Regions from separate parts of the Mus musculus genome. Here region 2 is linked to region 1. Evidence: chromatin contacts called from public HiCAR-type data. All regions are on one chromosome and are shown on one strand. The core of a region is the stretch at or near the end of the contact, and the rest is flanking DNA. Distances in the headings are between cores, read along the strand shown.

The links. HiCAR-type assays count read pairs that join an accessible place to other places.
Region 2: a HiCAR-type map of kidney shows a contact between it and region 1, with 4 times the contacts expected there. The contact joins two enhancer-like sites. A contact is called at or near these places in 3 of 484 Hi-C or Micro-C datasets (nephron progenitors and uterus), 1 of 115 datasets of contacts at active chromatin or transcription factors (kidney) and 1 of 9 other capture datasets (embryonic stem cells).

Annotation. Positions count from the first base shown.
Region 1 is chr14:58,148,632-58,154,979 of GRCm38.p6, reverse strand. No RefSeq gene overlaps it. Among named protein-coding and RNA genes, the nearest start is that of Fgf9, 79 kb to the right of the region's middle. Within about 2 kb of position 4,914, at least 7 of the 459 cell types and tissues checked have an H3K27ac peak or open chromatin away from gene starts, as enhancers often do. A contact at or near this core is called in kidney, where this site is marked.
Region 2 is chr14:58,508,509-58,514,006 of GRCm38.p6, reverse strand. No RefSeq gene overlaps it. Among named protein-coding and RNA genes, the nearest start is that of Gm33430, 82 kb to the right of the region's middle. Within about 2 kb of position 2,291, at least 9 of the 459 cell types and tissues checked have an H3K27ac peak or open chromatin away from gene starts, as enhancers often do. A contact at or near this core is called in kidney, where this site is marked.

The DNA.
Region 1 (6,348 bases), core at 3,665-6,164:
ACAAGACTGCTCCATCAGTGTACCAGAAGAAATTAAGCGAGGCAGGAAGGCACAGTAGAAGATGGGGTCTTTCAGATGTTTTTTGAGACAGAGTCTCATATAGTCCAGACCGACCTCAAACTAATATGTAGCCAAGGCGATCTTGAACTCTTGACTGTTCTGCCTCTTCCTTCCAAGTATTGAGATTACAGGCACGTATCACCATGCCTGGTTTATGCAATTCAAAAGCAAACCCAGGGCTACCTGCATCTAGCAAGCACACTATCACACTGAGCAGCACCCCAGCCTCTTCAAACAGTTTTAAAAATGACAGTGTTGCCCTTTGCTTTTTAACAACTCAAAACATAAAATAAAATAAAATAAAATAAAATAAAATAAAATAAAATAAAATAAAATGGCTAGAGTAACTGCCCAACTCAAAGGCTCTGAGTTTAATCCTCAAGATTGAAAAGGTTAGCAACCCATCCTTGGTCTTCTAGTTTCTCCTCCCTCTGCTCAGATCAACAGAAGCCAATCACCATAGGCTTGGGGGGGGGGAGAAAAGGCTGGGTGGCAAAGGAAAACGACTGTCGAGATCTGAAGCAACAGCCAGGGGCCAGGGGCTTGTTTGCTGCTTGTTTAAAATTGCACGGGTCAGGCATTTGTGCAATTTATACAGAATGAAAGGAGAGACGGCCCCCTTGGCCCCATGTCCACCCGCTCGGCTGTGTTATTACTCTGTTGACTCACTGCGTCATCAATCATAAAAATCAAAACTGACTGTCAGACAAAGGGCCAAGGCCTCCCAAAGACCTGTGTGGCATCTGGGATCAGAGCCCTGCTAGGGGGGCTGAAATCCTGAGTTTCTCCGACGTCACCTGAGCTACTCTCCACCCACACGGCAGTGACCCACTTTCAGTGGGGGTGAGGGGAAAGCTGGGTTACACAACAGCCCAGATGTTTATTTCCCTCTTGATGACTGCTCAAAATAACACTCCCTGATGGAAACAAGGCTGTCCACAGACCTGTGCTACAGCCGGACCTGCACACTCCATGCCAAGCTTAATCAGATGCAGAGTCAATCATCAGGGACTCAGTGCTCAGGGTACAACCTAGGCAGTGCAACACAGACTAAGCATGTGTGTTCTGATCCCCTTAGAGACTTATAAAGGAATTCTACAGTGTGTGTGTGTGTGTGTGTGTGTGTGTGTGTGTGTGTGTGTGTGTGCGTGCGTGTGTGCAGCCAGCCAGTGTGTGTGAGTGTGTATATTTGGCCCTAGGGATTGGGAGGAGGGCATGGGTACTGTGGGCATTCTTTGCTGGCACCAGATATAGGCACCCATTGCACCTGGTGCATGTTCCTGCCTTGCATCATCGCTTTATCCCCAGACAGTGCTGTTGAGATCAAGTATGGATCAAGTCAGTCATGATCCCTGCAAATGTGCACAGGACAAATTATCATCAGTCCACTGAAAACTGTGGTGTGTACGTGTGTGTGTGTGTGTGTGTGTGTGTGTGTGTGTGTGTGTGTTGTGCTTCCTGTGTGGTCATCTGCATGCAGAATGCACAGGGCACACAGTGGTAGCATTACACAGTGTGACATGTACAAGGTGACGGTACCCTTTACTGGGTATACTAAGGCATCACCATACTAGGGAGGAGCTCTGGGGAAGGGCAAGCAACTCATCCAGAAAGTGACAGACAGGATGCTGGAACGGAAACCCAAAAACTAGCCAGGAGCTGGCCTGTGAATGAGCCAGGCAGAGATAGACCTCAGGTATAGCAGCAAGGATATCAGTCACTGGTGGACTTCAGAGCTGTGGACAGGCTAAGGACAAAGTGAGAGTTGAGACCTGATTAGAGACATGCTAACAGGGCCCTGGAGAGTTGGTTAAGTTGTAAAGAAGTCGCTGTGCAAATAAGGAGACCTGAACCCAAGCCAGATGATGGCATCTGTACCCAGTGCTGGGCACAGAGAGTGGTAGATGCAAGCATCTTGCTGGCCAGCCAGTCTAACCAAAATGGCAAGCTCCAGATTTAGTAAGCATCTCTGTTTCAAACCATAAGGTAGAGAGAGCTAGAAGACACTCAGTCTAGACCTCTGGTCTCCACATGTGCACATGTGCATATGCACACACACACACATGCAGACAGCAACACACACACCTTTGTTTTTAATGTAATGAGAAAAAAACAACAACAACAGAATAATCAGGGCTAAACCAAACCAGTATCCATATTCCTCACAACCCTCAATCCAGAGGGCAAGACCTTGTGTCCAAGGCAGTGACTTTCACTGTGGAAAACTCTTAGAGGGAGGAGCAAAAATCAAAGTGGACACAGGAAGAGATGAAAGAAATTTCAAGAGAATGGGGGTGCTGATTTAGAGGGGCACTAGGAAGCCCTGGAGCTGGAGACTGACGGCTAGCTGAGATGGCTGAAACCTGAGTGTTCGTGGCGGAGCTCCTGGGGACTGCACAGGGTGGAGTGAGCTTTCAGAGGAACATGGAGGTTCACAGATTCTGAAGCAATATCAAAGCAACAGATGTCCACATGTGCATCACTGCCCTTGCATTCTGAGGTGTTGCCTGCATGGTGTGTGAGAAGGAGGGAGATGTGGCTGACAAACCCCAGGGTCCAGCCACAATGCTTTCCACATGGTACACATATAAATACCACTCTCCACGGCACAGCTGCAGCTGTTCCCTCCAGCACCTGGCTCTGCTTGTCACCCTGCCCCAATCTTGCTCCAGAGTGGCCTCAGCTACAAGGGTCCTCCCCACATCTCTGCCTGGCAGGTCTCCCCTGAAGCCCATCATAGGACCTGCTGAATTTCAAGTGCCCTTGAAGCTGTCCTCCACCTCCTCAATTTTCTTTGGAATAGCATGTGTCACCCAGCCAGGGAATTTCAGATGCTGATTCTCAATGCTGACAGGGGCATGGATCTGCAGATCAGAACCTTAGCCCCTCATCAGCCACACTGCAGGAAAGTAGGCCTGTGGGGAGCACACACCATCGCACAAATGCATAGCATGAAGAGGACAAACCTACCTGGAGATTCAAGGCACAAACAGGTACCCATCAGCAGGGAACTGGGCAACACGAGAAAGCCAGAACATCTCAGACCTCTACCCACACACACATTCCCACTTCTAATTGTAGATAGGGAATTTTCAGTGTGGGCACTTTCGGGAACTCTTGAAACCATTATTAAACCCTGAGTAGTTTCCAGTCAATCCTGATGAGATTTCAGATACCACATCAATCAACAAATCTTCCTAGCCAGGCCTCTCCTCCAGAAGAATCATATCACCCGCTTGCTTAAGAACTGAAATACATTTCAGAAGTCTTTTCCCCACCCTCTCCATCTCTGGGACCCACCATAGAGGCTATCAAACACCCACACACACTGCAATGGAGTCTGGCAAATGTGTTAAACCACCGGTTATTGGGAACATGATGCTGTCAACAGCAGAGGAATCGGAAGGTCGTAGCATCCTGTCTCACCGCATCCAGCCGTATAGGCTTGAGGGATGAATGGGAACTCAGTCCTCTGTTACTAACAGTGAATGAGACAAGAGTTCCAAAGGAAATTAAGTCAAGACAAGAAGCCATGGCCCAAGACAAGTCTACATCCTCTGATGCATGGTAGTGTGCCTTGGTTGTGGGATTTGACACTTTGTAAGACAGAGGTGATAACACCTACTCTGGACCAATGGAGGAGGCCCACAGAGTGCCTGACATGCGACCTTCCCTGTTCCCTGGTGAAAGAAGCAGAAGGTGATGGAGTTCCGTGAGTCCTCTCAATCCCCAAGATCCTAGGTACTTTTATTCCATGGGACTTCTGTAGTCATCAATGTCTTCAATAAGACTCAAAACATAGGTTCACATTCCCAAGATAATAGTACCTTGTAGGGACTGGCTCTTTTTAACCACCAACCAATCCGCCATCAAGAAAACTGTTGCTGACGGACCATGGGAAGAATGGGCTTCCAGTGGCTTGTCACCAGAGCCATGCAAGGTGGTCAGTGTCTGAAGATCTAGAGAGGGGAGTCCCTTTATGAAGAGTTTTTTAATGTTGAAATCAGGAGGTCTCTGCAATAAACAGAGTGTGAGCCTCCTCACAAAGTAACGTAAACCCGATAATGCTATTTTTAAAAGGCTTTAAATAACTTTTTCAATGCAAAACAACCCACTTAAAGCAGACTTAATTCATTTTATGGGCCAGTTCTAAAGCAGAACCGCTAGTGAGTGCTCCAAAAGCCACCCTGAACCAAAGAGAGCCATTCCGTATGTCATCACCACTGGGCGACTCACGTTGTGACATTAAACCAATAAGTTCCACATGGCTGGACGAAAAGGGGTATTCTCCGTATGGCTCGCTCGCGCTCCTTCATTTTGGGATGACAGAGGGGATTTCCCTAATAGAATCTCCTGTGCTTCTGACTGAGCCCGTTTTATGCGACCAAAATAATTTAAATTAAATTAAAAAGTCCCTCATCTGAGCCTTTGGCTCCGAGCGAAGTCCAGAACTGAACTCGGCTGATGTGATTTCCCCGATAAGTTACTCTTACAGGCTTCACAATGCTGACCTCAAATCCACACTGCAGTCAACGGCAGTTCAGCCAAGGCACGGAGCTTGATAGCCCATTCGCTGCCTTTTAATTAAAATTCCAAGTTGGTGTTTTGTTTTCAAAGGAAGGATGGTGAGGCTCAAGGTCACCTAGTGCGGCCAGGAGCCGAGGGGAAGAATGCCCGCCATGGTTTTACACTCCAGCGACTTTGAGGAGGGCAGGGCGCTGGCTGCCCCAGGAAGGATCGCTAACAACTTTCAGAATGGTTTCCGGATATAAATAGCAGCAATGGCATGATATATTCTAGCAAGAAAGACTGGAATAAAAGTAGGTTACTGACTGGCAGATGCCTGCCTGCCAGTGGGCAGTGGAGCATCGGGACTGGGCTCTTTCCAGCTATATTTAGCATTCACATTAATGTACTGCTGAACAATGCCCTTTCGGGGAACCACAGAAATCAGAGGAAGAAAGATGACGAAAATTGATGAAGCAATCGCTATGAGAAACCCCTGGGCACAATCACTGTGATAAATACCTTGTTAAAATACCGGCCCATCCCCACCTTATGTTTCCTGTTAACACGAGGGGTCCATTAGTGAACACTGCTACCTCCCAAAGGGGAAGCCATCTGCATTTAGGAGTTAGAGGCAAGCTGGGCCCCATCCAACCTGACAAAGCATCCCTAGAATTAAAAAAGATGAAGGAGACTGCTACGCACGCGCGTGCTGGGGGTTCTTTCAAGGTGCTCTCGGTTTGTAAGTGTTTTGTGTGTCATTTTGTTCTTTTCTATGGCAAAATCACTAGAACACAGAAGGAAAGAAGTTGGGGGGGGGGGGGTTTACTCCTTGGCAAAACTTTAAAACAAACAAGATAGGACTCAAAGGATGACCTTGCATTATATGGATCCTTGTTCTGGGGGTCAGAAATAAGTATCCAGGTGTGATCTGAGATATTTTGGAAATGGAAAGGAAGGGGACCCTCCCCACAAAAACGCAAGCCAGGCTATCTGACCAGTGCTTGGGTCCCATGACTCAGGCAGAGAGCAGTGTGTTACCTTGGAAGGATAATTATACCAGCTGATTCTGGCTCTTCACTGAGCAGTGGATTTCACAGAGGGTACAGTGTGTGGCATGAGAAATAATGACCACAGCTTGCATCTCTTAGAGGCTGTGTGACATTGGGGGAAATCCCCCCAATGATGCCAGCCACATCTGAGAGACAGGGGGATAAGAATCTGCTGTGGTTCCAATGTAGTTTGTGTCCCCCAAAGCAAAAGCTTGGTCTCCAGTATGGTGGTGGTGAGGCCATTAAAGTTTTAATAGTTGGGACCTTGTGGAAAGTGGTCCCTGCCATACCAAGAAGTGAGTTAAGTCACAAGCCAGCGGGCTGCTGTAAAAAAAACAAAACAAAACAAAACAAAACAAAAACAAAAACAAAAACAAAAACAAAAACAAAACCCACCTGATGTCTCTTCTGCCCACTCTCACAGCACTATGATGTCATCTGCCCTGAAATCCTCACTGGAGCTCATAGACATAGCTTGTCACATCCTTAAATCCCCAGAACTATGATCCAAATGAACATCTTTTGTTATAAAGTACCCAGCCTTGGGCATTCTGATACAACACAAAACAGACTAACGCTTGGTCCCAAGAAGACCTGCTATGAGAAGACATCAAGAAAATGCACAACAAAGTACTTAACTTGGTACCTAGAATATTGTGAGTTCCCAAGCCACATTAGTTATTTTGATGACCAGTGCTGATGTGTCTCCAAAAGGATAAGAGTAATGAAT
Region 2 (5,498 bases), core at 1,042-3,541, 360 kb before region 1:
GGTGGGGTGGTGTTGGACAGGCTCAAAGAAAAAGATCTTAAAAGATGGTTGTCTGGGGTCACTCAACGTAAATACCTACAACATCTAAGAAAAATGTCTTGCTTCAATTTTAAGTAATTATGCTGCATTTTCTTCCTGTGCCTACCATCTCATTAAGCCTGCGTGAAATGCATAATTACCACACTACACAGGTGAGCTGACTTTGCTGGTATGTGCATGAAAGTCTCACATTAATTTCCTATGGAGGACCCCCAGGGCAGGAACAGGGCACATCCAGCTTGTACACTCCACTCCTAATGCAGTGCATATAACAGGGCGCACATTCCAAAGAGGATCTCCAGCTCTAGATCTGTCACAGGAAAACATCCTGTTTATGTCAACCTCCATCCTGAAAGGAGAGAGTAGCTAGACACCACATACCATTGTCTCTGGCCAATGCTGTCAGTCAGACCCCAGCATCGGCCCAGTTACTGACTCAGCCAACCTCAAACACCGCTGTCATCCCCTGATTTCTACTTTACTAATATAGCCTGAGAGATATTTCTAGTATACTATCAATGATGTCTTCATTTACAGTCAAAACAAGATCCTGCTTTATTTATATACCATACCCCTTTGCTTTCTGACCAGAGAATTGTTTACAGTGGCAATTCTCCAGCCTCTTAACTAAATTTCAGGGAAGGTGAGGAAGGGGTGTATCATCCTGTACGCAAAGCGCTAAAGCAGAAGTACTGAGAGTTTAGTAGCAGGCAGAAGTATTGAGAACTTAGTAGCAGTGCCCAGCAATAGTGAATGGAACTAACTTGGGAGTTTTATGGCAGAGACAGGAGGAAGGGAAGGAAAAGACACAGGCTGTACAGAAGGGGGCTCTGGTTGTCCCACATGCATCTCCGGCCAACATTCAGCACAAGGCTGTGCTCTAAAGCCCTTGGCTGAGGGCTGTGGGCCATCAGACTTTGCTGCCTTTACATACTCCTCTCCAAATGGCTTCCTAGACAGCCACACTGAGTTGGAGGGACACTGGGGTCTGTTCTGTGTCTCAGCCATGACACTTATCAGCTAATCAGCTGAATAACACCACCTTTTGGTCTATTCCACCTACACCGATCGTAGGCATTCGATCACTATTTGGGGAGACTTTCAAAATGCAGTCACATGTCACTGTGCCCACAGGGAACTGTTATGAGGAAGGCATTATGTGGTTTCCATCACTATGCCAACATCAGAGTTTATTAGTCAAGTTTCCCATTGCTATGATAAAATACCTAACAAAGGAAACTTCAGGAATGGAGGGTTTATTTAGTTCAGGGTCTGAGGGCTTACAGACCATCACCATAAGACAGTGCTGGACCTCCACTGAGGCAGTAGAGTGATGACTGCCGACACGCAGTTAGATGTCTTCCAAATCTCTTTTACTTACGCTAGGACCCCATCCCACAAGATGGTGCCACCCACATTCAGGATGGGTTTCCCTCCTCAGTGAAACCATTTAATGGACAACCTCACCGACACTCACACCGGGTGTCTCCGAGAGGATTTGAAGCTGCATCAAGAGTAGCCATCAAACTGCCCAAACTGCCTGCTAAACCCCTCCTTTCTGTGGCACAGTAACACCCGCTCTGAACCAACAGCTGAGCTAAACCCTCATGGTGGACCACTGCTGACAGCTGGTTAGATCTTTGAATTCAAATACTTGAAAAGTTATTTTCAGACACTGTAACATGGGAGGAGAGGCTGCGTTAAATAAAGGGTGCATCTGGAGCCTCTGTGGATGGGCCAGGAGAGGAACACGGAGCATCCAAAGCAGGGTAGAGGCAGACTCACAACTCAACAGGAGTAGGGACATCCAGGTGTTGCAGATGATGGAGGGGATAATGTTAACACAACATCCGTTTCATGGGACCACAGAGACCCAGCAGTATCCTCAAATGCTGAGGTCAACAAAAGCATTCCTATGGCTGCCCTTTGCTCTTCCCCACAAGGAAAGTGGCTGGAGGTGTATAACTCCTGCTTCCCAGCACACTGTCCCATGAAGCAGCAGCAGCAGCAGTGTCTTAGAGGTCACACAGACTATGACTTCAAAACACCCTCCTAAGAGCACACGTGTCTATGGGTGAAACAGCTTAAAATTAGCAAGGTCAATATTTAACTTGGACCTGGTCTGGGAGTGTGGAATTTTCCACAGAGAATCAGAGCTGTCACCAGAAGCTGGCAAATTGGAACAACAGCCCTGGCTCCTGCATTTCGAGAAGACAGAATGGCTGGGAGTGGTTCAGAGCAAGAATGGTGATGGTTTGCCAGCCAAGGCCTTGAGCCAAGACCCTGCTAGACAATCATTCCAAAGAACTCGCCCTGCTACTGATGTTTTTCTCCCACTTTTACTAAACGTGCACCCAGCCTTGCACCCCTGCCTCTGTCCCAGGCTGCTCTTGTGCACTGCAGGCTTGCCTGTCACGCTGTGATTCCTCTGTTGCTCACACACCACCTGGAGCAGCGCATGGTGGAACACACCTGCGGTTACAGCATTTGGAAGACTTAGACAGAAGCATCACAGTTCAAGGTCAGGTCCTGTTTCAAAACCTAATGAAGGCAAGAGCTGAGCTTTTATTGGATTATACAAACTTCCAGGACGAGGCTTTAATGTTCTCCAACAGTGTGAGCCAAGACAGCAGATAAAGACTCATAGGCCATGATGAGGGCAAAACTAGACCTCTAAACAGAGGATCAGGTCCCTGTCACCTTCCTTCCTCAGTCCATCTGGAAAACTTTTGGTCTCATTGACTCTACTTTTTCTCTTCCCCTTTCTAATCATTATATCCTTCCCCATGTGGATTTAGGTTTGTCGCTCTTTTTCTAGTTCTTTGAGGCATTCAACTAGGTTGTCCAGTAAAGGAAACACTATTTCATTTTAGAGATTTGTTTGTTTGCGTTTTCTAAGTATGCATGTTTTACCTGTGAGTATGTCTGCACACTGTGGGCGTGCCTGGCATACACAGAGGCCAGAAGAGGGCGCCAGATTTCCTTTATGTGCTGGGAACAGAACCCCAGTCCACTGCAGAGGTAGGAAGTGCTCTTAACCATCAAGTCATCTCTCCAGCCCTGCTCTCTATTTTCCAATGGGTGGGTGTGTCTTCACAGCTCTTCACTTTCCTTTGGGCACTGGGTTTGCTGCATTCCATAGGCTTTTATGTGTTATGTTGACTTCTTTCTCTCAGTCATATACAAAGCCACAATAGATTGAGGGGGAATCACAGACTACTTGAGGCAATACAAATGTTCATTAAACTTTGACTCCCCCCCCCCAATCCAGGATAGATGAATCTACCTGTAAGTTGAGTTATTTGGCCTGAAAGAGAAGAAATATGCTGAGCAGATTTGGCTGAAAAGAGATACAGTTTGTGACCCTGCTTGAGATCCTATAGTACATGGGGTAGACCCATGTGAAGCATGGTAGATAGTCAAAAAAAAAAAAAAGTCTATGACTATGGAGACCATTTCCAGGGCTGGAGAACATGCTGTATACTATTGTGAGTTGAATGTGAAGTGTTCACCTATGTTTGAACACTTAGTCCCTAGCTAGTGTCTGTTTCAGAAAATCATGAAACCTAGGAGGTGAGACCTTGTTTGAGGAAGTGGGTTACTGGGGACTGGCCTTGAGCAAAACTTCTCTTCCTGTCTGCTTTTGGCTTCTTGATCCTCCTACAGTAAGTGAGCATCCTGGTACTCCTACCAGCTCCTGGGAGCCCTTCCCACTCCCGGGCCTCCCTTGCCATGGTAGCCTATACCCTATACCATGAGGCAAAATAAACCCACCCTTCCTTCCTTCCTTCCTTCCTTCCTTCCTTCCTTCCTTCCTTCCTTCCATAAGTTGTTCCTTTTGTGATATTTGGTGAATGACAGGAAAACAGCAAGAATTGGACCAGTTGCCCTGGAGCCGTTTCTCATTCTCACTTCTTGACACCAGGCCAACATCGAAGTACCACAGCATCTTTCAAGACTGCCTTCCCATGCTACTCAGCCTCCTCTATGGGCTGGTGCATGGAAAACCAGCCTCCCCACAGAGAACTGCTCCTCACCTCTGTGATTTGGGTAATTTAGCAGGTGACCATGAACTGGCCTGGTGGGTTACAAAAACCCCTCACAATCCTGCCCAGTGCCAGAAACATCTCAGGTGATCTGAGTCACATATCAGTGTCTCCCCCCACCCCCCAACGCCACTCTCTTCCAGGTCTGCCTTGTTTTGGAACGCTGTTATGCATCAGTAAACACCTGCCATGTCTCCTCCAAGAGGTGGTCCATTTCAATGCTGGGGAAAATGATGCCTGTTTATGAGTGCAGTTGCAAAGAGTCTCAGAACCACTTGGCATGAAAGGCATTTCGTGATACATCATTCATTATTTCTAACAATAGTTACAGAGAGGGGAGGGCTGCGTCTCACACACATATACTTTGAATAGGCAACAGCTTCTTCTGCTGGGGCTTCCTGCTTCTATCCAGTTGATTAATGTGCAGCTGAGAATGTCTCTTTAATGGAGAAATAAATCTTGAGTTATTTATTGGAATGCGTGTTTGATCAGAAAGAGACATCCCCCACCCCAAAGTGAGACTGAACAACTCCACATTTCGCTCCCGAGAACAATGAGTCCTGGCACACCAGAGAGGAATTTGTATTTTATTCAGGCACGTAGCTATTGTGGTCATTATGGGCTGCTAAGCCCAATTGATTGTGAAAATCAGATTCTTGCCTGAAGAATCCTGGCCAAGAAAATATTGCTTAAACTTGGCACCTTACCATGAATCAAAAGCTATTGCTTGCTTAATTGAGTATCATATGTTGATAATTCTTTTCTGGTAGAGGTATAAAATCATTTCCTGGTGTTATTAAAATTGTCTTAGAGATGAGGGAACTGAAGTCGGGAGTACCCGAGTCATTCCTCTGCTTCCTGTTGTGGTCTAGGTGAAGCTAAGAAATGAGATGCTTCTGGCCTCCTTCCCAATGGCTTCTCACCTTAAGACTTCCACTCCAGGAAAGCAGCTCCTTTGAAGGAACTCTCAGGCTCAGGTCAAGTCACATCTTCATTATAACATAATGAGGGAAAAAGAAAGAAAAAACAAAACATATATATTAACAAAATATCGGCAGATTGAGCCTGGATGAAATAAGACTGATACTAGTTTCCTAGAATTTCCTTTTTAAAGTTTCCGTGGTTTTGTTTTATTTTTGAAATACTATGTAGCCCAAGATGGCTTTCAAGTCACAGCAGCCCTCCTGCTTTAGCCTCCCAAGTACTTGGATGGTAGGTCCACATACCAAGGCTGAAGATGCCTCCTTCTATAAGAGAGTCAGCCCTTTGAACTCGTAGCTGGTCCTAACTGCAAATATCCTGCCTTCTGATTTTACAGCCTTCGAATCAGCATCATTTCTTCAAAGCCTAAGAGCACATAGCTTTCCAAATGAAGTTAAAAAGCCTACTTCTGAAGTCCTGCCAAAACAAAAA